2 separate regions of the Thunnus thynnus genome follow, and region 1 is linked to region 2. The links are chromatin contacts, called in public Hi-C maps. All regions are on one chromosome and are shown on one strand. Each heading gives the region's core, a stretch centred on a gene start, on an enhancer-like site or on the middle of the called end of the contact. The rest is flanking DNA. Distances are from core to core; before and after follow the strand shown.

The links. A called contact is a pair of places that touch in the nucleus more often than the background predicts.
Region 1: a contact with region 2 is called in a Hi-C map of muscle, with 6 times the contacts expected there. The contact joins the promoter of LOC137192621 here to the promoter of dap1b in region 2. A contact is called at or near these places in 2 of 3 Hi-C or Micro-C datasets (heart and muscle).

Annotation. Positions count from the first base shown.
Region 1 is chr11:17,536,181-17,543,068 of fThuThy2.1, forward strand. It overlaps LOC137192621 (WD repeat, SAM and U-box domain-containing protein 1-like), which reads right to left and starts at 3,555. Exons shown (of 11, transcript XM_067603466.1): 1 at 2,995-3,555; 2 at 1,714-1,901; 3 at 863-949. The coding sequence starts at 3,392. LOC137192619 (bromodomain adjacent to zinc finger domain protein 2B-like) reads right to left here. Exons shown (of 38, transcript XM_067603457.1): 37 at 5,781-5,924; 38 at 4,425-5,637. The coding sequence ends at 5,490.
Region 2 is chr11:17,401,781-17,408,930 of fThuThy2.1, forward strand. It overlaps dap1b (death associated protein 1b), which reads left to right and starts at 2,666. Exons shown (of 4, transcript XM_067603451.1): 1 at 2,666-2,824; 2 at 3,794-3,890; 3 at 4,507-4,573; 4 at 4,696-5,031. The coding sequence starts at 2,755. The coding sequence ends at 4,812. LOC137192614 (plakophilin-4-like) reads left to right here. Exons shown (of 22, transcript XM_067603442.1): 22 at 586-1,170. The coding sequence ends at 831.

The DNA of each region.
Region 1 (6,888 bases), core at 2,305-4,804, 140 kb after region 2:
AAGGTTAAAAAAAAAAAAAAAAAGAATATCAACATAAACATTTAAGATTTGACACACAGAGCTACCAAAAAGGTTATTTCATTTAGATATGGCGCCATCAAAATACCAAAGTAGGCAGGGACATCAACAACAAACACACGGATGCCTGCTTTAAAATCGGCCCCTTGCTTCTCTGAATCATCTACACTTCAGTCTCCTTCTCATAAAAGAGTGGATGATGCTTCAAGCATGCACTCCACTCACCGAGAAAACATACACGCACATTTCACAAAGGCAAACTCAGCAGCACAGCACCTGAAAAACTACATTTCAAAAAAGAAACGGCACAATGACAGACATTGTTCTGTGTCCCTCTACAAGCTGCTCAGAGATGAAAAATCCCCGTGGACTGCAGTGGGTCGCAAGCACGTGGGACACATTGCATCCTCCCCAGAAACAGTCGTTACCATGGCAACACATCTTAGAAACTAACAACATGGCGTGTTGGTGCGCTAACAAAAATACAGCCGTTGTGAATGTGCTAGAAATGTTCTTGTTCTGTTGGACAATGTCTCTGTGGATATATGCACCTGATTTCCTTCCAACTCTTCTACACACATACACACACACACACACACACACACACACACACTGTCCTCTTCCACCCGCTATATTTCAGCAGAATGTCTTAAAATGATCCATTATTAATGAGACAGTCTGCAGCTGATTTTTTCCACACACTAATAAAATTCTTCTATTCTGCAGAGAGATTTCAAGGTTAAAGCAGTCAGTTCTGTCTCTCCCTCTTCCTCTCTGGTCCTCTCGTGGGTGATGAGGTAAGAGGGTCTTCAGTTGAGGGAGCGGGCAGAGGGGGTAGGCCTACCTGCTCCTTCACGCTGGGAAACGATCCATATTTTCAGCCGGCTGTCCTGTCCGCAGGAGGCCAGTCGAAACTCCACACAGCAGCCGTCTGCAGAGCAAAAACAGACACTTTCTGAATGTTTATGCTTGAATGAGTCTAAATCCTACAAGACAAATATCATCTGACGGCTTGTTTGTGGAGTCATGAAAGCTTCTTTTACACTGTATGTGGCATAAAAATATTGTTTGAATTACAGCCAGATTTCCATGACAAAAATATGTTTTTTTCTTCCTCAGTAGTGCAAAGAACAAACACTGTGAATCTCATTTTGGTTCAAGGATAATATACGACTCACATCTGTCAAATCACTAAAATGTGAATAACTGTTGTTAAAGTGGAACTACTTACTACTGAAGTAATAAAACTGTCCTCAGAGCAGTCTGTCAATCTTTTATTTTTATTTTTTTTACAATTAATCGATACTGGTTGGTCTATAAAGTGTCATAAAATAGCAAAAAATAATTAAAATTTTACCTTTACTATGATAAAAACTGAGGAAGACAGCCAATGATCACATGTTAGAAGATGGAACCAGCAAATGTTTGATAAATGACTTCAATAATTAATTTATTATCAAAAAAGTTTTCAATTAATTTTCTGTCAATCAACTAATGAATTAATAACTAATCATTCAGCATTAGTTATGTGTAAAATAACATTTTTTACTACCATAAATGAGTTTCCATTCACCCTCTTTGTTTCCGGGTGCAGCAACAAAAACTAAACTATCTGCATGTCTGGACATCACTAATGAAAACAGGATATAAAGAAAATATGTTGATTTTCGGTGAACTGACCCTGCAAAGACTCACCAACTTTGAACTGGGGTGCGAAGTTGCAGCAGGTGACGCCCAGGTCGTGGGCGTCCTTCTCAGCATGCAGGAGGCTGATGTCCACGTCCCAGAGTCTGAGGTCACCGTTGGTGCAGCCGGTCACAAACATCTGGCTGCACGGAGAGAAGCAGCAAGCCACCACGCTGGCCTCGCTCACTGCACTGCATCTGTGAGGGAAAACATTTAGATTTAAAACGACATCATCCACAATATGAAGACGGTGGTGTCAACTTATTTCATTACTGATTCTGTTGCTCCAGTAAAAGAACTGGTCTAGCTGATGGAGCTCACTGATCTCCATTAATCTCATGTGTCAACTGTAACCTGAAGTATTATTATTTCATTTGGCCCCAACTCTTCTCTTTTGAGTTGAACTTGTTTAAAGGCCCTGTTTACAACTCTATTTTCACAGTCAGTCTTACATAAACACACTATTTTCAGCCAAATTTGGAAGAATTTTAGTTTTTTTTATTTTGAGAAATTTCATTATTGTGTTGTTCTCGCTGTTTGTCTAAAGTGGGTGTGACTGTTGGAAAGATGTGATGTCACATATATCTATGCACCAATCAGCATTTTGCAATAAAAGCAGGACTGCAAACTGATGACATTTTCTGCTGATGATAAAACGTCATAGTGACAAAGAACGTCACAAGCTCATATAGGCCAATTGAATTAATGATGAACTTAACACAGAAAAGATGTAAATTCTCACATTAGAGAAGTCTGAAGCAGCAAATATTTAAATTTTTTCTTGATAAAAGATTGGATTGTTTTAGCACTACTTGTTGGGTTGTTTTGCTTGTGTTGCCAGGGAGACGTCTCTATTTGTCAATCAATCGGATCAAGGGCTCCAACTAATGATTATTTTCATTATCGAGTAATTAGTTGTTTGGTCTATAAAATGTCAGAAAACTGTGACAAATGTTGATCACTTTTTCCCAAAGGCCAATGTGTCCTAAAACGTCTTGTTTTGTCTCAACCAACAATCCACAACCAAAAGATATTCACTTTACTGTCATAGAAACCAGAAAATGTTCACATTTGAGAAGCTGGAATCAGAGAATTTGGGCTTTTCAAGGATGCTTTCCCCAAATTTAACTTTGTAGTTGGCTGATGAATATTTATACAGAAATATTTGATTTGAACAAAGTTTCATGTGCTTTAAATGTAAATCAAAGGCTAGAAACCAGTTCTTTATTGGTCTTACTTGATGCAGTATATCCCAGTTTTATATATGACGTGCACTGGGTCACACTGTACCTGCGTAATGTCTTGGAGGGGAGGTCCCAGAGGGCCACGGTGCCATCAGAGGCCCCGGCCAGCAGCAGGGAGGAGTCGGGCGCCAGTGCGCACACTCGGAGCGGACTGCGGCCCGGATGCTGCAGCACCGCCGACACCTCACCTGTCTCCGAGCTCCACACGATGGTGGATCCGTCTGTGGAGCAACTGAGCAGGTGGCTGCCACAAGAGCTAAAGCAGCAGCAGTGAACCCCGTAGTCATGGCCCGAGAGAGGAGAGAAAGGAAGCTCCGAGAAATCCGCTGTGTTATAAATACGGAGGGTTTTGTCGCCGGAGCCCGTCGCCAGCAGAGACGGAGAGAAAGCGCAGCAGCTCACCTCGTCTGTGTGGTGTCGAAGACTGCAAATTAGTGACACCATTTTGTGACAGAGATGTATGTTGGCTCAGCAGAAGGGAGGAGTTCACACACAAGGTGGCGCAAAATGCTCAAACATCCGCCTGTGAGATGAGAGAGTTGAGAAATTGAGGCGAGTGACAAACAGCTGACAGCTGTCTGTCCGTCAAAAAAAAAACACACAAACCTGCTCGCTGTGCGTCGTCAAGGGTTTGTCCTCAAGTACTTCCTCTTCCAACACAGCATTATAAAGTCTGTTTATCTTGCATAACTGTTATCAGTCATGTGACGCTGAGTTGCTGTGAGTTACTCAATGGTCAGAGTCGAATTTTCTAATTTTTGTGTCTGTTTGCAGTTTTAAATTCTCTCTACTGAAAAACTGATCCAATTATTTTACTATTATTGCTTCTGCAAGTGAGCAGTGAAATAAGCACCGTTTACTTATGTAAAACTAATAATACCACAATGTAAACAATAACATTAATTTAGTAAAAGTACAAAGTATTTAAAGTACAATCAACAAAATGTACTTGGAAGTATCAAAAGTCAAAGTACTCATAATCCAGACTGGCTCTTATTAGAGTATAATTATTGATGCATTAATGTCTAATCAGCACTTTAATGTTGTTGGAGCTGATTTTAACAACCTTATATATTGTTGGGTAGTTTTATCTGTAACGATGCATCATATTTAGTTTGTTGATCACGTTTTGTCTGTAAAATCAAAAATTCTGCAAACTACAGCTTTCAAGTACATGCAGAGGAGTAAAAAAGTACATTTCCCTCTGCAGTGCAGTAGAAATTGAATACTCAAGTTAACTACAAGTACATAAAACCTGTACTTATGTACAGTACTTGAGTAAATGTTACGTTCCATCACTGGCACTGAATAAAAAAATTCAGACCATTTTACTTTAGTATTAAACCAATATCATCCAAATGGAGATGTTACAAATGAAATCCATGATTAGAAGTTGCAATTTATAGATGATCTACGATATAAATGAATAATAATAATACATTTAAAAAGGGGGAGATAGTGAGGGCTTAACGAGGCTATTTTGAAAAACAGATTTATTTTATCCGTGTCACACACCCACTATTTAAAAATAAAGTTCCTACAAAAGTCACTACTCATTTCACAATATTGATAATAAAATACAGTTACTTCAAGCTGTCTTGAGATGTCTCCAGTGGACCGTAACACAGACTCACAGCTGGATTAAAGCCTGGCGCAGGTTTCATATCTGTCCACAGGATGTCTGACGAGGATCTGGCTGAAGGAGACGCTTGGATATGAAACACACTGTGCACCACATCAATTCTGTCCAGAGGAAAAGTTTAACCTCTTATGTAACCGTTTCCTACAGTACATTGTGCAGGACACACATACAGTACACACACTGAAAATAAGTAAAAAAAAAAACAAAAAACATCCATTGTTTAGAGGTCAGAGGTCAGGCACTGTAATACTGAGGAGACCACAGTGTTTCAAGAGGATATTCAGCACAGGCAACGTATGAAGTGCTACAATCATCCTTATGCATTAATATTTTCACCAAGTCTGTACTGTATGTACAAACTTTACATGTTAGAAATAAGACTAGTGACATAAATGAACACTGTACATGTGTCAGCGATACCACTTTGTATTTTACACAGTTTAAATCACAAATGCAGATGAACAGTTAGTACTGCTGGCACCCTCGAGTCACAAAGCTGTAAACATTTTTTTTTGATTGGCTTGTTTAATGGTTGATAAAACAATCTTTAGATATTTTTTTTAAAGCTGAGTGCCGTTTTTCTCACTTTTTCCTTAGAAAAGACTGAATCATAACATAAATACTTGACAAAATAAATACAGCAAGTTATAGTACTGATGATAAAAAAAAAGGTAATTGACCAATACAATATCAAGTACAAGAGTCAGTGCGTTTTGATCAAGAAAACGGGGTATTGCACTTTCATATTATTCATCCATGAAGTGTTTTCTCCCACCAGGTCCAGTAGGAGAACTTTGTACTTTCACATTGCACAATAGTGTTGTTATAACCATGTATGTTAGTGTCACAGGTGAAGAGTTTGATATGTAGACAGCGTGGAAAGTCCTCACTTGAAATGTTTACTTCAGCAGTTCAGTCCATCGTTTGTCAAAGAATCTCCTCATGTTGTGGCCGGCTCGTCCAATCGCGGAATCGTCTTCATTAAATTTTTCACAGTTATCAAAAACCAGGTTCACGTCGATGATGAAAGTCTCCAAATTTAAGTACCTGTAATAATTAGAAATGGTTTTAATTTTGATTTATGTGCATCATCCAAATTAAAACAACTAAAATAATGAAATAGCATAAAATATATACACACGTTAAAAGAATGTTTTTACATGCCAACACTAAACTGAAAAAACACATACTGGTTGTTGGTGAGCTTTTCCCTGATGGTGGAGAAGTCCATGGGCCTCTTGATGACCTTCCTGTATCCCGGGACAGCTTTGAGGTTGACCGGTGTGAGGAAAGGCCAGGCGTCCTGATGAGCCTCCAGCTCAGCCAGCAGCACTCTGGAGAGAATAAGCGGCAAACAAAAGGTTAGCACTTTGCACTGCAAAAAATATAATTTCACTTCATTTCAAGGTACCTTCACCAGTTCAACATCCAGGATTCAGTATAACATGAAATGACACAGTAAAAAAAACTAAACCAAGCACAGATGGAGGAAAAATAAACTCCGTGGTCACCTTTCAGAATATAATAAGGTGCTGAGAAATGCCAGACACGCTCACTTCTCTGAACTCATGAATAAGAACCAAAACAATCCTTTTTACAACCACTGACAGCCTGATAAATCCCACTTCTACATGCACCAGTGATTTTCTCTCAAATACTAAGTGAAGCGAATTTTCAGCCTACTTCAGAGATGACAACAATTAGAATGAATATTAATCAGACAAGGTCGGATAATGTTTTAGAAAGCACTAAGCACTGACAATATACTTTGCAGAGCTGATTAGAAAGGTGGTCTCTGAGGTAAAAACCCTTTATGTGCTGTCTTGACCCCATACTTACCCCGTTTTTCAAAACTGTTTTTAACTGCCTGTCTGAGGAATTATTAACTATAGTAAAACTACTCTTTGTTCACAGACACCTTCCCTGATGCATTTAATAATATAGATTGATTGATTTTAATATAGATTCTTCAGTTCTTAGTATCTACCGACCCATATCAAACCTTCCTTTCTTAGGTAAGATTTTAGACAGAGTTGTACTTTAACAGATAAATACTTTCATTAAAAATGACAATATCTTTCAGACTTTTCAGTCGCATCTCAGAGCCCATCACAGCACAGAGGCTGCAATGGTTTAAGTGTTGAACGATATAATGAACACAGATTCAAATAAGCTTTCAGTCCTGGTTCTCCTAGATCTTAATGTGGCCCTTGATACCGTTGACCATGAAATCCTACTGCACAGACTTGAAAACTTGGTGAGACTTGGTCTCATGAATGGTTCTAAGTTGGTTTAGAT
Region 2 (7,150 bases), core at 1,416-3,915:
ATGAAGTAAAACATGACATTTCCCCCTGAAACCCTCTCCAGGCAAGTTTTAAGACATAAATAATATTATGCTTTAATCATTTCTGGCCAATATGGTTTTTCCACAAAAAATGTTCAATTACCTTGTTAGAAATTCTTAAAAATTCTTCTCCCTCATTGGAAAAAAAAAAAAAGTTGAACTGCTGGACACAAGATGTCTCCTACTTCACTGTATTCTCAGTGTTTGTGCACTGGCAGTTTCAGATTTTCACATCACATTTGTATAAGTTGCATATTGAACCACGATGGCTATAAACTAATTGTGATGTCACAAATCCTGCTCGTTGGTCTTAAACTCAGATTTTCAGTGAGCACAGAGAAACTTTCCCCCTTCAGCAGATGAAGTTGAAAACATCCTTCTGGTGTCAAACTCTGCACTTACATCATTCTGCACAGTGAAGCTCAAACATCCAACTGAAGTTACAATAAAGAAAACACATTTTTGAGTGGAGGGGGACTTTTTTTTAGTGATTTGCCACTGCTGGTTCTTTACCACACTCCAGTGAAAACCAGTTCATCACAGCCTTCTTGCCTCTTTCCTTTGCAGCCAATGTATTACACAGATGAGCCGGGCAGGAGGAACTACGATACATACAGAATGTACCTGCAGCATCCTCACGGCTACGACGACCCCTACTTGGAGGAAGTCATCACCTACCCGCCCACAGTCGACTACAGTTCCCAGCCTCACGGACTGAAATCCACCACCAACTACGTGGACTTTTACGCTAGCACACGGAGGCCTTCTTACAGGGCAGAGCAGTACCCCGGCTCTCCTGACTCCTGGGTATAGGTCTGGAAATGCTCCTGTGTTTCAGTTAACAACCTTCTTTTCATCCCTGACTCTCATTCCAGGGCTTTGAACGAGGGGGGTAAGCGGGGTGGGGGGATGTTGTCTTCACCCCGCAGCAGAAGCGAAGAACCAGGGAACACACAAGAACCGACAAACGTTTTCATGAACTTGGCTTTATAAGTGTGTTTGTTTAAAAGTGGATGTGTTTGTACGGAGGGGAGTTCAACTTGAGCGATAGCAGATGGAAGGATGGAATGTGTGCCAAAGAAGGAAATCAAGGAATGTTTTTTTTAAATTATTTTTTATTCAGTAAAAGGAAGATGGAAATCATGCTTGGGGGAGGGGGGATGGGTAGGGGTAGGGGGAGGGAAGGGAGGGGGGGGGTTCTGCTGAGAGAGACGAAACCAGACATTATCGTGAGAGAGACGTGCGTCCTGCTCTGTCTAGATGTTAGTTTTATTTTCTTTACGAAACTCTTAGCTGTGATAGCATGGTGAAGGTGTGAGTCATGTGAGCGAAGGTCCGCGATAAAGAGTCAAGATGGGGAAATGTGTATGTGCTGAAGCCAAAATGGATCATGAACTCATATCTGTAAAACAAGAGAAAAAAAAACAAACAAACAAACAAATAAAAAATACTAGTAAACTAATGATGTTAGATTGTACAGAGGGATCAAATTGTATCTGTACTTAATGTTGAAGCTGTGTAATGCCATGGAGTCTTGTACATTTCTTTCATTTTATTGTAAATATAGAAAAAAAAAAACATGTTACCTGGTTTACACTCATCCGCACTGGTTAAAAAAGAAACTTGTGCCATGTTAAAACTCTATAGATATATAAATATGAAGAAATTATGTGGGAAAAAAAAGATGGCATCATAACACAACCATGCTCTAATAAAAGGTCAGTTTTGTTTTTTAAACTGTGTAATTGCATCTTTTCACATCTCTTTTTCTCTTCTTCATCTTATATGCGCACAAACTTCTTGTAAACAGTTTTTTTTCTTGCATTTATTCTCCTCCTGTGGGGGGAAAAAATGTTTCATTATATTGTATTTACTCAGGTACATGAATAGAGGCAGGCCAGCTCTGAACCAGCTGACCTGTGTTTCATAAACTGCACGTCTGAGGAGCCCTGAAGCACAACAATGATCTGTAACTGACCCTGAACTTTCACCCTGCATGTGGAGATGGACACAAACATTTTTTGTGTGTGTCTGGGATCAACAGAAGAAGCTAACTTTTAAAAAAGGGTGCTTTTGTGTCAATAATGTTGTCTACCAAGTCTACATAAACCTTTACATCTGCAGTTTGTGTGAAAACTTTTAAAAACAAGTTCAAGACCATGTCTGCGAAGCACATGCACAGGGAGGGAATATCATGAAATAGGCCTGAGTGCATGCAGGTGAGCAGAATATGAAAACCAATGAATAACATGTTTATGTCAGTGGCATCACTTTCACTTCTCTAAACATGCAATAACTACACCCTTTACCGTCAAAAATGCCTATTTCACAGCAGAAACTTTGACTAGTCAGCTGGAAAAAGCACAGGTGTTACTGTCTCTGAGCCAAAATGAACACTGAACATTTAAGTATCATAATTAAAACTTAATATTGATCTGGTCGCCATTTAAAGTAAGACTCAGTCCTGGAGGAGATGATAACACTTATATACGTAGATGATAACTGCACGGAGGTAATTGGCGGTCGATAATCAATCTTTGGCTGTTTCCTGTTTCACTTTATTAGTAAAATGCTGACTGAGCATCAGTCAAACACTCACATAGAGGCGTTTCTCTGGCTGCGGGCTTCCTGTTGCCACACAGGACGTCATCTCTGTTAGAGCATAAAAACAACGGAGTGGGCGTAGAGAAGAGTTTGGTGCTTTCTTTGCTTTTTCTCCTCTGGAAACTTTTCAACATGGTGCAACAACTGTCCAAACACGGAGCGATGGAGGCTCCTCTGCTGAAAGCTGGTCACCGTCCGGCAGGTAAACTTTTGTTCTCACTGTTTGCAGTTGCTTGCTTTATTTTTTTATTTTATATTTTACTACATTCAGTCGGACGCTGTTGTTTTCACTGCTCGACCCAGATAGAGAGCCGAGCGAAGCGTGACGCTCAATCATCTCCTCTTTTTTTTTTAAAAAGTTTGACACAAAGCTGCTAAATCAGATCGTCGTTTTGCTAATTGCTGTGATAATCGCATCAATCTGTTTTTTTGCAGATTTACTCATATGCTCGTTTTTTGTTTTTGTTTTTTTTTTAACTTTTCAAGCAGGCCTCTGGTGAAAGTCACACTGTGTTCTCACTAGTGAAGCTTGAATACAAGTTAATGCATGCGTGATGCTTCATCACGGAGCGCTATAGATAACTCTACTTTCTCTTTTATGTCTTTGCTTTTGCTCATTAATGATGCAGCGCCACTAAAAAGACATGCATGAAAAGTCTAATTATTTTCACTTTGTCAATTTTTGTTATATGCTCCTTTTGCATGTTTAATTTTACTTTTTTTTTTTTTGCATTTTGCTTCTTGATGGGGGCTTTTCATGCTGTAATGTTCAAAAGGTTTTAGGTTAGTGGTTTGTGACCCCTTCAAATATAGCAAAGTCCTCTTGTGACCCTGCGTAACAGGCTATGTATGGTCCTAGTGTGGTTATAACTTGTGAGCATTTAAACCAAAGACTGATCTCCCTCCCCCTCCCTCACCCCCCAAAAAATAATCAAAATAGTTGATTAATTTTGTCAATCGACTTATCAGTTAAAGGACTAATTGTCTAATTGTTGCATCTTTATTTGCAATTCTTTTACAGTGTGATTATTTCATAGAAGGTTTGCAGAGTGTTTGGGATCTCTGCATGTTGTAATCTTTTAAAATCTGCATAAATACAAGTACATACTACTTTATTCTTTTTTTCCCCAGGTAACATAAATTAATACAGTTTTATTCTCTGGGTCAACAGTAAAGGCTGGTGGTAAACGGGTGGCTAAAAAAAGCTTGGAAGAGACTGGCACCCATGGGACTCCAGAGAAGGATACAAAGAGGTCTGATAAACTGAGGTAGGCTCACAGACTACAACAGTGGTCACTATGGCTGCTCCTGGAGAGCTACTGCATGTTTTACGTATCTCCTCAGTCTAACACACCTGATTCTTATTATTAACCCGTTATCAAGCCCTTGACAAGCTTCAGCTGCTTGATAACGAGTTAAATAATTAGAATCAGGTGTGTTAGAGTGGGGAGATACCTAAAATATGCAGAGTTGGTGACCACTGGTCTACGACATCTAAAACATTTTTCCACAGCAGACATTTTGACTCGTTGTGGCAGGAAAAGCACAGGTGGATTTGATAACATTGACAATGGCTCAGTTCCATTCAAGTGTCCAATGAACCATCAGGCACTACACTAGTGTCAGGAATTTGGAAAAAGCTAAAGTTAATGTGCTTTTTCTGCTCTGACATGTCAACATATCTCCTGTAAAAGCATGTCTTTAAAGGGTTATTATAACTAATTTCTCTGCATGTGAACACCGAGCGAGAGAAATAAATGCTCCAACCTGTGATTTTTTTTTTTTTTTTTTTTTTTTTTTTTTTTTTTTTTTTTTTTTTGAATGTCCGGCATCACTTTGACCATGTCTATTATTAAATTTGATTAAACTATGATCTCACAGCAGCAGGTCCCTTGCCACCTCCAGCAGGATGCAACAAGTTGGTGTACTTCTGGCAGGAACGCTTGATAAGGTAAACAAACATCCCCCCTTTTGGAAAAAGTCTGTTCCAACTGAGTAAACCGGATTCATTACAATGCCTCTCGGGGCCGCAGGGCTTTGTGGATAATAAACTCTTGCCTGTAATCTTCACAGCTGAGCCATGACTTTCCAGAGACACCAGTGAGTGTGAGGCACAGCAAGGTGCTCCCCGCAGTGGAGAAGCACCACTCGCCCCGTTCTTTCTTCATCCAGCAGCCGAGGAAATGTTGAACGACATGTTTGAAGGGATCCGTGTTAAGTCAACTGTGAAACACAAACATGAAGTGTTAAACACGTGAGGGAGAGCTGACAGGTTGTCTGTGAAGTGTCAGTGACATTTTAGAAGAAACATTAGCTTTTTTTCTGCCTGTGCTTGTTTGTGAGGATACTATAAACCAGCGTCACTGTGTCTTTCCTTGTGTTAAGAGATAAATGCTGAAGTCGTATTAACCAGCTGATGAAAAACACATGGCATTTGGGTAGAAGTAAGTTTAAAGTGAGAGTTAGAGGGGGGTTGTAAAGTGAGATACTTGAGACTCTTGTGTTTTTTGTTTTCTCAGTGAAACCTCACTATGTATTGCTTGGCACTTATTAGATTTAATAAAAAATATATTGCATGGCATCACTAGATTTGTTTTTCTCTTGCAATAAGCTCCAATGACCACTAGGTGGCAGCAAATAGCCATTTACAAACTTGAAAGCTTAAATAAAGTCAGATAATCTTTGTGTTTTCCACATATCAAAGTTGCATGAAACAATTTTGATTAATTTTTCAAGCATCAATTCACTATAAATGTCTGTCTATTCAATAACTGTCACAAATAGCACCGATAACTGATTGGAGTTAGTTAATTGTTGTGTTCTAACAAAACTACCCCTCCATGTTGCCAAAAAAACTCTTTTAAGTATGACTTTTGGATTGAAGGTTTATTGGGATGTTTTCAGTGTGCAGACACTGACTCAGAGTTAAATGGTAGAGCTCTTTGTGAACTCATAAAGGCTAGCTAGATCTTGTCTGTCAACATAAACCACAGAACCTGCTGAGCTTTGCCTGAGGGCAAATTGCTCAGACAAAGTGAAGCATCTATAAAAAGAAAAATATTTTTTAATAAAGGTGCCCCAGTTCATGATAGTAGAACAGTTGAGTGATGAGGCAACCAACTCTGCTATTAAATTAACTTAAAATATAAGGTGAGGACAGGTTTAGGGTCCCATCATTTCAAGGTTAAATTGACTTGTGACCATTCTGTGTTTCTGCAGGACCAACTGTCTCCATATGCATGAAACAACCAGTAGTTTGTTTCTTTAGAACAATTCAGAAACTATCATGTAATCCTGTCGACACCTTTTCTGAAAAGGGAGCCTGCGCAAAACACATCTGGGTGCTTCATCATATATTTATAACACCAAAATACAAAAGAGGCTGTGTTGTGTCATTATGGCTGTGGTGCAGCTCACTCCTCTGTGTGAGAAAACTGAAAAACCTTACAGGCGAGTGATTCTTTAATCATTCTCTGAGAAACAGGCTTGAGGTGAATTGTAAATGAGATGGAAGAAGGGAGATAGGAGAGATGGATGGCCAACTGGATTATAAACAGTTTCCTGGTTTCCACTTAAAATTCCTCAGCCTGCTTATATTAAACGTTTCACTCTCTTGTGTCTGTCATGTCATGTTTGTGCTGAGGAATAAACCCTGATGGGTGGCAAGAAACACTGAGAGGCTTAAACACCACCCTTGTTACCTTTTTTTATGGACACATTTTCCAAGACAAGGTATAGTGTGAAGAATCATTTTTTAGCAGCTATCAGATTCTAGTTCTGGCTTGTTCTTTATCCTTCAGCCTGCACGAACGAATTCATTATTGTTTTTTTTTTTTTTAAATTTTCATTTTACCATTTAAATGGCTGATCCCACATGAGATTACAGACAAATTTCTTTTAAATAGGGCTTTTTCACGGCTGACATTTTGACTTGTCATGGTAGGAAAAGCACATGTGTTCTTAATAACACTAACAATGGCTCTGTTAAGTCATGACATCGAGCCAGCATTCACAACACCAGGACCCTGAAACCAAAGCAGCTAAATGGAAATCAGCCATTATTAATTTTAGTATTTACACCTGTGTTTTTCCTACTGAGACATACCAAAATGTGTGTCTGAGGGAAAAAGACCTATTTTAAAAAAAAAATAACAAAAAAAAAACTTTTACAGGTCATGATATACAATAAAGGACAATATATTGGAAAACAAAGTGCATTTAGTTTTCTGTTTCATTCAATTCACATATCAGGAAAAGTCGATCCTGTTCATCAGTGCAAATGTAATGTCTGGCTTACAGATGTAGTGGGAAAATTACGACACCTCAGCTGGACATGCACCTTTTTCTCCAGCGCAGATTAAATTTCACACAATTTTCATGAGATTTTGGTTGTTTCCAGACCTCATTGGACAAAATCTTTAATCAACCCAATATTAACTTTGTCCCTCAGAATGAAAGCGTCTTCAGACTTAACTTTCTGAAATAAAGAGTGCATATATAGTACCCATAACTGTACTCCAACAGGTTG